Regions from separate parts of the Lactuca sativa genome. Here region 2 is linked to region 1. The links are chromatin contacts, called in public Hi-C maps. All regions are on one chromosome and are shown on one strand. The core of a region is the stretch at or near the end of the contact, and the rest is flanking DNA. Distances in the headings are between cores, read along the strand shown. Region 1 holds the start of LOC111917023 (protein ALTERED PHOSPHATE STARVATION RESPONSE 1). Region 2 holds the start of LOC111917024 (type I inositol polyphosphate 5-phosphatase 5).

Region 1 (5,853 bases), core at 2,277-4,776:
GTGACATTCGAGCATTGATTTCCACATTTTGATTAATCTGCAAAGTTTAATCACTGATTATTTGTAAATGAATAGGAGTGTTTTTGGCATCAAGTAGACCAAAACATATATGTTCCATGAAAGTTTTGAATTGCTATACGTTACAACTTAAGCTGTGTTTGGTGCGCCACAGCTAGCTTATAAACTAGCTTATATTTCGAGCTTTTTTATGTTGTCGTGTTTGGTAAACCAAAAAGTAGTTTATAAGCTAGCGTTTTGAAAAGCTATTTAGACTAGCTTTTTAAGAGCTTTTTTAAAAGTTTCCAAATACACCCCTTAATTAATTATAGAAACACATATTTTTACATGTCCTTTTATGTAATTTTATATATTTCAACTATTTTTATCAAACGTTATTTTTTATTAGCTAGCTTTTTAGCTATCAGCTAGCTTTTTATTTAACAGCTAGTTTTTCAGCTAGTAGGCCAAACATAGCATTACAATGCTCCCTTTGTAAATTTCTAGAAGTCAAATAATCGTTTTGCAATTTTTATGATATTTAGTTTGAGTATTTCATTTGGGTATAACATTTTAAATAGTTTTTTTTGTACTTTTATAATTATTGTAATTTCGTTTGTCCTATATTAATTATTTAAGTGCTTGGTTTGTTAGTAATTGATATAAACAGCACATTTATTGTACTTTTTTTATACATATATTAATTTAAGAATTCCATTTCTTTATAATATATTTACAATTCTTAAAATTATTGTAAGTTTGATTGTTCTTTATGAACCGTTAGTATTCTGGTTGTAACTTTCTAGGAATTACTATAAAAGATGCAAGTTTTGTAAATATTTAAAATTCTTAATTTAAGTAATCCATTTTTTTATGTTTTATGATTCATAATTTGAAGTTTTAAGCATTCGATTTATTCTTATAATTAATGTAGTGTGTTTTTTTTTAATATTTAGCATTTCATTTTGTTTTACATTTTTACAATGCTAAATTTTAGTATTATTATATTTGCTTATAATTTTATTAAATATTTACAGTATTTCATTTGTTAATATTTTAGTAAAGTAAAATAAATCCACAATGTTCATTTAAGAAAAAAAAATTAAAATTTAATGCTTTACCCTTGAATGAGTTCCACAAGTTGCGGTTGTAACTCTTCATCTCTTATTTTCTCAATCCGTTTTGATATAGAATCAACCGTATGTAACGCAACCCAAATACGCGAATGCAAATCTTTAGCAACAGCTCGAGTTTTATCAATCACATGAGGTTTAAGATCCTTTGCAAATTGATGTCTAAGTTGATCACACTTTCGGTCATACTCCTTCCTAATAGATTCACTTGCCTACAAAATCCCAAATCAAAAGAATTTTTTTCATCAACTTTAAAGTGATAAATATAAGAAATAACAACATATTTTCATTGATTTGTTTATTATAGCATCATATCTATCATTTCTTCATATTACAACATTGTAAATTGAGAAATCTACCCAATTATAACAATGTCACCCAAAAGCACAAAGCAATAGTCAATGTCATAATTAGGTAGATTTTTTCAAAGTATAAAGTCGTAATAGGAAAAAGATTTTCGGGGTACCTTCACTTCATCATAAAGCTTTCTTTCCCATGCATACAATCTTTCAAGAGTTGAAGAATGGCTTCCTGCAATCATGCAAAACTCTTCCATGAAATTATTTTCGTTATCATTTTTTGTTGGTGTGCTTGGAGGATGCAATGATGATGATGAACGTGAAGACATTGATCGCTTCCATGTAATCACTTTTGCTGTTTGTTGAGGTTCTAAATAAAACACACACATGATTTGTTTATTATAGCTTCCTACTTTTAGGTAGAAATTTCGAAGTACAATTTCTTAAAATGAAAATTACGTACCATGCAACACAAGTGAGGTTTCGCCTTTAAAACAAGTTAGGAGTGCCAAAGAAGATCCTGTTGATGTTGAGTTACCTGAATTACACCATTTATTTTAAATGATAAATAAAATTATATAGTATAAAATAAAATAAAAAGGGTAAACGCACCCTTAAATAAATAAAATAAATAATCATATTGATAAATTAATTAGCGATTTGAATGAAAAAACAAAAATTTAAAACCTAAATTGAAAATACCTTTAGCGTCTGAATAGCTAAATTGAATCTTATTTGCCTCGAGCATTCTTGAAACTTCATTTCCTGCTTTCGATGCTCTAATGAAGTGATTCTCGATCTCTTTGATGTCCGAAAGAAAATCTTTACCTCCATGAATGACGAACTCTGAAGAATCCTCTGTTTCTTCCTCACTCAAACAACCATCGTTCATATCACATTCATTTTCAGCGACTCCGTTTGCTTCATTAGCAACCAAATTGTTATCATCAAAATGCGGATTTTGATCCTTTTTCACTGATTCAGGAGGTGTATTGAATTCTCCCAAATCGGCATCTTGATCAGGGAACTGATCATGGACATTTGTATCAACGGAGTTAACTTGAAATCGTTCATGACTCATAAATCTAAAGCTTCCCTCTGTTGGATCAAAATAGTCCCAAGAATAACGAGGAGGAGGAGGCGGCGGCTGCGGTGGCGACATTGTGAATGACGGATTTTCAACATCGTCTAAATAAATCTTATTACAATTACTACTCTTCGATGGGTTTACATTAACAGTTACAACACCAGCCCCACTGGATTTCATGTAATTTAAGCTCATATCTGGCAGCGGAGATGGAGAATCCGATTGGTCGCCACCGCCACCGGTGGCACCATTCAGGTCAATCTGTGGTGGAGATGGCGGTGGGGGTGGGGGTTTCTCGGCATATGTGGTTGAAGATGAGCCTAAGATTACTTCTCTTTCTGCGAATTTACGAAGGGCGATTCCTATGTTTTGAAGGGATTCAATATAAACAACATGTGCTGCTGCTAAATTGTACCTTGAATCAATTGCTTGTTTGATGAACTTCTTTCTCTCTTTGCATAATCGCAAAGCTTCACATGTCTCTGCTTTTGAACTCGAAATCCCCATTTTTCAAATCAACGATTTCACTCCAGCATCAGTGAAACGAAAACCCAGAAACGATATGAAACGAAGAACAAAGAGGAGAGAATCTGAATTCTGTTCTTCTACTTCTACTTAAACCACGAAATGTTAACAGAGAAACACGAAGAACCCTAATTTAGAAGCAAAACGAGTTGGGTTTTTGAGGAAAAAGCAGAATGGGATAATCCAGATGAAAAATTGGGAGAAAAAGGTGGATTTGCTGTCAACAAAAGTAGTTGAAATACAGAGGATGAACTGAGACGATGACTTTAACATTGGGAAATGAATGATTTGAATATCTGGGAATCGATTCACTTTTGAAAAGGATTAGGAATCGGGATTTTTGACGGTGATTTAATGGAAAAGGCGAAGGGAATCTGACAGAGGATGGACACGACGATGACTCATCAACACTACCATTGTTCTTTCACTCACTCTTCCCCTACAAAGAGCGTACTACCTTTTTTCCTTGAAAGCTGTTCCCTTCACTAAAAAAGTGTACGATAATATATTTGTGATAAAAAGCGACGACTTTATCATATAATAATACAAAAAATATATCAAGCTTGCATGTCAATTATATGCAACTATTAAAAAAAGGAATATTTGTAGTAAAAAATATTTACTATCGTCACGAAATTATAAAGGTAATTGTAATACTGGATCTGGTCAAAGTTCGAAAATTGGTGAAGATTATGAGGATAATTTCGTTCAATCATGTTTATTAATGGCTTTTTCAAACAAATAATGAATTGGGCTGCAAACAAATAATTGTTTTGGGATGCAAAAAATTGGGTTTGGCTAAAACAAAAAATGAATTTTGTTATACTTAAAGAAGATTGGGATGAGAAGGGAGACATTTGAGCAACGTAACATCCATTGTTCACCATCTTCCTTTATTCATCAACTAAAATCGAAGACAATAATCGTGATTGTTTCTATTGAAAGCTACAATATTCGTTTCAAATCACGCAAATCAGGTTAGATTTGAAAACGAAAACGATATTTTATTGTTCATCTTCCTCTATTTTTTTATAGTCAGTCTCATATCGAAGTGAATTCATGTTTTATTTTTTTGGTAAACAATTGATTTAAAGTTAGTTTCATTGCTATTCAAACCCAATACGAATCGAACATGATTTAGAAAAAAAATGTTCATCTACAACTCTATTTTTTTAGAATTAGGTTAAAAATTGAAATTTTATTAAAAAAAGACTTTAAGTAATAAAATTCATGCTTGAAACCTTTTAGAATGTTTTGGTAGGAAAGTTGATTCATACTGAAATTCAATGCTACTGAATGCTAATGGACATCTAACAACATGATATTTTAAATTACACGACTCTCTAAAATCCCAATTTAATGAAGCAATCAACGTGTTTGTTAAAATTGTTAGTCTATATATTATTAACTCACATGTTTATGAGTCTTTAGTCTTTAGCCCATTAATGAATGCTAATGGACATCAACAACATCATATTTTGAATTATATGACTATCTAAAATCCCAATTTGATGAAGCAATCAATGTGTTTGTTAAAATTGTTAGCCTATATATTATTAGCCCACATGTTTATGTGCCCTTTAGTATTTAGCTCATTAGAGTTTTGTCTTCTAGTATTTATTCTCCGCTTTATTCTTTGTATCCTTTATGTTTTTCATTGAGAACCTTGTAATTTCTCTCTAGTAATCATATGGCGATACAAATTGCGAAAAATTCTGTTTTCCATTAGTAGACAAAGCAAATTGAGATTGGTTGTCACTTTACCGTCATCACTTACAGCTAGGAACTATATCGCTTCTATTTGTTTCATCAACCTTGCAGCTTGCATATATTTTTACGAAGACTTTATTGGCTTCTTGGGTTCGGTTCTTGTGTGACAAACTCTCAATTCTTATTGTTATGGCATTGTGAGTTTAAGGGGGGATGTTAGCCTATATATTATTAGCTCACGTGCTTATGGGCCCTTTAGTCATTAGTCCATTAGGGTTTTGTCTTGCTAGTATTTATTCACCGCTTTATTCTTTGTAGCCTTTATGCTTTTCAATGAAAAGCTTGTAATTTCTCTCTATCATAATCATATGACAATGTTATAAAAAATGTCTTTAAGAAGTTAAATACAATAAGGTGTTCAAAATGTTTTCTAGAATTTTGTTGTGTTTTACATACACAAGTTGATTGTATTTATGTCTATGTAAGATGTAAGTGAGTGATTTCATACCCTTCATTTACAGTTTCTTTTTAGTCTACATATAAAATTTGTAAATCTAAAAGATGTTTAGGAGAAAAGATGAGAGAGTTATGGATTTATGGGTGTGTCTAGAAGAAAGATGATCATCAAAAAGAAAAGTAGATGTAAAAAAAATATCTAACTAGATAAAAACCAACCACCTAAAGAAACAATTATGCATGTCCATTACGTAAAAGATAATATATTACTAGATAAGCTATAAGATTATTGAACTAGTTAACTATGCCAATACACCATAATATATGGAATATTATTGCACCTAATTAGATTATGAACATATGTATTTGGATCGTTATGTTTTGGATCATAACATGTATGTATCATAAAAACTGTGGAAGCTAGATCATAGCATTTATTTGTTTAATGCAACATGTCTGGATCATAAAATATATGGATCCTAAACCATTCAAATTTGATAATTGTTTTTATTGATTTATAACATTTCGATCATAAGCTATTCACTTCATGTCATTTTAAATCATAACAATTTGAAAACTACATTTTTGAAATGTTATGATCCTCGGTTTATCATTTTGATGATGATATTCATCATGGTATATCATT
Region 2 (5,659 bases), core at 2,763-5,262, 140 kb after region 1:
TATCCTAAGAAGGTAAAAGCGATATCTCAGCTGCTCGATGATTTGATTTGACTTATGTGTCGGGCACGGTCAGAACTGAATTGATGTGTTCGATTTAGTTTTATGTCAAATAAATCAGAGATCGAGAAACCTAAATGCTTGACTAATCATTCCATAGAATTGTCAGCATGATATCTTACAGAGGACTGTACGATCCCTTATCTAAAGGACAAGATTGATTAGATCAGAGTTTGACAGCGTCTTTGAGAGCTACGATTGCAAATCAAATTGTACTTGTGCATATAGTTACTAAACTTATCCAAGTGGGAGACTTTTGGAATAGTGTCTAAGGCTGCAACTATATTAGGCAAGTATTTGACCCGATTGTGCATGGTCCTTTTGGGTTGCCTTTACCATAGCAACTTGATAGGATGATTTATTATGAGAGAATAGATATTATTAATATATTATGAGAATAATATAAAGAATAATAATATTATTATTTTATTAATATAAGTCATAAATTAATTAGTATTAATTTGGTGACTTAAAGAGATTAATTAAATAAGAGGGTATAAACTGTCGATTGTTTGATAGTTACACTTTGGGCTGTAATTCCTTATTGGATAGAGGATGGACGGATTCTAGGGCTTGGGATAGCCTCAAATTCGTCCAAGGCTTATCTAAGGAAAGGATTTGAATTGCTTTAAGGAAAGATTATCCAACTAGGGTTTAAGGGTGAAACCCTAGGAGCCTTACAAGTATAAATAGACCCCTAGGGCAAGAGAAATCGGCACCTCTACTAAAGCAAAGAACCCCTGGCCGATTTCTAATCCCTCTGCTCTCTTTCAAATCATCCTCCTTGCTAGTTGGTGTTTGGAAGCCATTAGAGGAGTGACAATTGTGACTCTAGAGCTCCAAGACAACAAGATCAAAACAAGAGATTCAAAGGTAAACTTCTAGATCTGATTTTGTATTGTTCTTATACCTAATTAGTCATTAGAATTCTTGGATTCAAAGCATGTTTAATTAGAGAAACCTAGATCCAAGCACTAGGGTTTGCATGTGCACATAGGAATGTTCATATGGCCAAATTCCATCAATGGTTAAGGGTGGCGGTTTTGGGAGGGGAGAGGCGGAGGTGATTTCAGATTCTATAGTAGCGGCCGACGTTGGGAGGAGTAAAGGTGGAAGGATGTAGTGAACAACTAGATCTAGGAAAGTTGAGAGTCATCGATCGGTGATTCTGACTCCATTTCGTTGATTTCGACGCCATTTTGGTTATTCCAACGGATTTTTGATAAGTCCGGTGGGGTTATCCGACATCTGTCCAGTGGTCAGTTGTGCTCCAACTTCCATTGTGAAAGGGGATAGGAACATCAGATATTGGTATATTGGTAGGGTGGGGGTGGCATGGGGTGGAGTGGGTCAATGGAATTGGGTCTTTTTATCTGTCTGCTTAATAAAAATAATAAAAATATTAATAAAATTTTCAATTTTTGATATTTAAAATCAATTGTCCAAATTTGTTCTCAATTGTTCTCAAATTAAGAATTATTTTCATTTGAACATGCTTATATATATATATATATATATATATATATATATATATATATATATATATATATATATATATATATATGGTTAGGTTATGATAGTAGAATATGATAACATGTACCATATAATCACACAAATTTCAGCATAAGGGCATTTTAGTCAATTAACCTATATTAAAAAAAAGAAATTTCGGATTTTTAGGGATAATTAATTCCTTTATTTTTAAAAATCTGAATATTTTAAATTAATTCAAAATAAAAAATCCAATTTTATTCTGGCAGAATGATAGAATGGTAATCATAAACTAGTAAATATATTTTTCGATTTTATTCTGTCAGAATGATCGAATGTCAACCATAAACTAGTAAATACATTCTGAAAAGAATACACAAAATCAATTCTTGAACCTATAATATACCAAATAATTACATTTTATGATTGTGATTCATTAAATAATAACAATATTCTGAAAGAAAAAAGAAAAAAAACATCAAAATCTAACAAAAACACTAATCTATTCTGAGAAAATATTATTTTTAAGCAACACTTTATACATTGTAGCATAACACATTCTGGTATAATACATTCTCGTTGTCTATGTTTTCTTCCTTCTCCACATCAATGTTAGCCTCTTCAAAACCTAAATCTACAAAGAAAACATAATCAAGTTTCAAAAATTAAAAAATTCAATGCATTCTAAGAGAATAAAAATTATAAATTCTGACAGAATGTATTAAAGACTATAAAGTTTGACAAAATATAATAGAAAATAAAAAACTATAAATTCTGACAGAATGTAGTAGAGACTAAAAACTCAACCATAAAGTATCACAAATTTATTACCAGTTAAACAGATATACTTGTTATTAACAATTATTCTCAAATATTCTAACAAAATACATTTATATAAATAAATTCTAATAGAATACATTACAGAATTCAAGAGTTGTGATTGAATACATAATTCAAGAGCTGTGATTGAATCATCAACACGCAACTGCATTCATTCCTAGTCATGAATTCAAGAAACAAACACACATTTGCAATAGAGTTGAAATTATTTTGAAAATAAATCACAAGGAGGGTTAAATGTAGATAAAATAATGATTAGTTTAGGCTATTAGGACCAGTATAAAAATCATTTGTAGGAGAGGGTTTGTTTTGAACAAATTAAATGAAGTTTATTGAGTTAGGGACTAGATTTGTAATAAATTTTGAAATTGGGTTAAACAAATTTATTTTAATTTGGGAGTTTGGTTCAGTTGATAAACAATTGATAAACAGGAGGAGACTTTCCTCCTGTATCGACCTTTATGCACGACTAGTAACAAAATAAAATCGTTTTGTGTTTTCTATTAATCGACGAAGTATACAGGAAGCAAATAGAGGCATGCGAGGTTACCTTTAACCGAAATGGGTGGCTAGAGGTGACAGAATAGCAACAGCCGGCGGGCGGCGATGGTGGGGCGTTTAATGATAACGGTGGAGGCCAACAGCCTCCTGCTGCCGGACGAAGTCAAGGGAGGTGGAGGACTTCTCAAAGCGGCATCACAGTAGTAATAGAGGGTGTTGGCGGTGATTTTCCATTGAAATAAAGGGGTGGCAGTGGAGTGCTCGGTGGTAGTAGTGGGTGAAGTTGGATGGTCCAGTTGATCCGAAAACAAAAAAGCCAACAAGAGGATCAGAGGTAAAGTTGGAGGCACAATTAGCGTATACCTGTGGAGCATGCCAGGGGCAAATGGTAGACGAATACGATGCAGTGGAGAAGTCGGAGGCGGCTACATCTATTGAGCAAGTCAAAGGCAGCGACGAAAGTGGATCTGGAGGGAGGCAACGACACGAGATGGTGGTAGGGCAATGGTTGACAAAATTTCAATTAAATGACTAGGTCAAATATATTTATTTTATTTCTTTAATTGTAGGATTTTAATTAAATGATTTCCTTAATTAAAAGTACAAAAAGTCCAAAATATCCTTAAATGATTTATTTAATTATTTATTATTTCTTGAATTCTTATTGGTGCATTTTATTATTTCTTTAATTAAAAGTACCCTTAAATGATTTTATTTCTTTAATTGTAGGATTTTAATTAAATGATTTCCTTAATTAAAAGTAAAAAGGTCCAAAATATCCTTAAATGATTTATTTAATTATTTATTATTTCTTGAATTCTTATTGGTGTATTTTGACACACAATAATTGCTAGAAACATTTGAATATATATATATATATATATATATATATATATATATATATATATATATATATATATATATATATATATATTTGTTCTGAATATACTATTATATTATATATAATAAAAATCGATGAACTGAACAACAATGTTTTAGATTGGCTAGATTTTGACGGATTTAGTTTTGTAATTTTTTAATTTATAAAAAAAGTCCATGTAATGCTTTTTTTTTTTTTAAATAATCCATATAATACTTTTATTTTTTCTGTGTAACTAGAACAGTAAGCAAAACCTTGACATAAAAATATGATAACATTATTTCAAAGTTAAAGTGGCAATATATATTCTTGTTATAAGTTGTAGGATCTTAAATAAAAATGTTAATGTTGACAAATAAAATGGATCGGAAGTACGTGAAAGGAGGAGTTAAAAACAAAATTAAATTAAGAGAGATACATAAAAACCGCATAATTCATGCACGTTTACACCTTCATCGAAAAATGGACATGAAACCCCTCAGAAAACGTACGATGTGGCCCACCTTCGATAACTACATCTGTTTCATCTTTTTCCAACCACAAAACTAAATTCGATCACAAGAAACAAAGAAAGAAGAAAGAAAATAAATCATAGGGCGTCACGCCGGAGCAGAATGATCATAAACTGGCCGTTGTCATGACTAAGGCTACCGACATCGCCGCAGATGACAGCAGCGACAGCGCCACCACAGGCCAAATCGCCGCCACAGGCACCACCCCTGACAAGTCCGTTATGGACGAAGCGAAAACAAAGGTAGCCGATCTTTGTATGGAAACGATAATTACTATTCTGATTAAATCATCAACAATAGGTCGATAATTCTGAATTTATTTGGATGAAAGATAGATGGCAGCGATAACGATGAACAGGAAATGGCAGATTCAGATGGGGCTCCTCAAGGTGATTAATTAGTTTAATATATTCTCTTCAAATAATTAAAAACTTATTATTATTATTATTATTATTATTATTATTATTATTATTATTATTATTATTAGGGATTTTCTAATATACGTAGTAAAAAGTATTAATTATGAAAAAAATATTATCATAATTAAATTCGAAATACATTTATTAATTATGGAAATTATTAATACACTTTATATTTAATTATGATAATATTTTTTATAATTAATGTATTTTATAATTAATTATGATAATATATATTATCAATTAATATTTCTTTTATATATATATATATATATAAATCACATATTAGAAAATCACTTATTATTATTATTATTTGTGGAAAATAGATTTGGCGCTGAAAATCGAGTCTCGACAGAATGTGTCGTGGGCGAAACATCATTCAGGTGCGTAGCTTACATATTTCAAATTTACGATCGTGCCCTTCCGAAATTCAATTTTTGGTTCATATATGAAACATTTTTCTAGGTTAAATCTAATAAACTTAACCAATGCGCTAGTTTTTATGTTGTTAAATAAACGTTTGGAAAGTTATCAAAAAGTTCACTAACGATTTCTTTATTAATATAAACTAGTTGTGAGATCCGTGTATTACACGGGTTTATTAAAAATAAAAATTTTATATCAATATTTAAACATTAAATATTTTATAAAATAATACTTTTACATATCATAATGTAATCTTTTCAAACATTTATAAAAAAAATCAAATCTTCTTTAGAGCATTTATAAAACTTTATTATTAAATTAATAGAATGATTCTCTTTTTTTATTTGAAATTTTATTTTAAAAAATGGAAATTCTTAAAAAAATTACAAGTGCGAAAATAATAATTCTAAAACTCTCACAAAATTACATGTGACAAAACTCTTAAGAATTTGACAAATGGCAAAAAAACTTTTATTTATTAGAGAGGATAAAATTATATCTAATGATTCAAATATCAAATATCTATGATGTAA

Evidence for each region. A called contact is a pair of places that touch in the nucleus more often than the background predicts.
Region 2: a Hi-C map of seed shows a contact between it and region 1, with 3 times the contacts expected there. The contact joins the promoter of LOC111917024 here to the promoter of LOC111917023 in region 1. A contact is called at or near these places in 2 of 4 Hi-C or Micro-C datasets (leaf and seed).

What each region holds. Positions count from the first base shown.
Region 1 is chr4:300,434,265-300,440,117 of Lsat_Salinas_v11, forward strand. It overlaps LOC111917023 (protein ALTERED PHOSPHATE STARVATION RESPONSE 1), which reads right to left and starts at 3,527. Exons shown (of 5, transcript XM_023912669.3): 1 at 2,132-3,527; 2 at 1,893-1,967; 3 at 1,597-1,799; 4 at 1,119-1,342; 5 at 1-37. The coding sequence starts at 3,023.
Region 2 is chr4:300,576,447-300,582,105 of Lsat_Salinas_v11, forward strand. It overlaps LOC111917024 (type I inositol polyphosphate 5-phosphatase 5), which reads left to right and starts at 4,013. Exons shown (of 10, transcript XM_023912670.3): 1 at 4,013-4,523; 2 at 4,613-4,670; 3 at 5,027-5,083. The coding sequence starts at 4,407.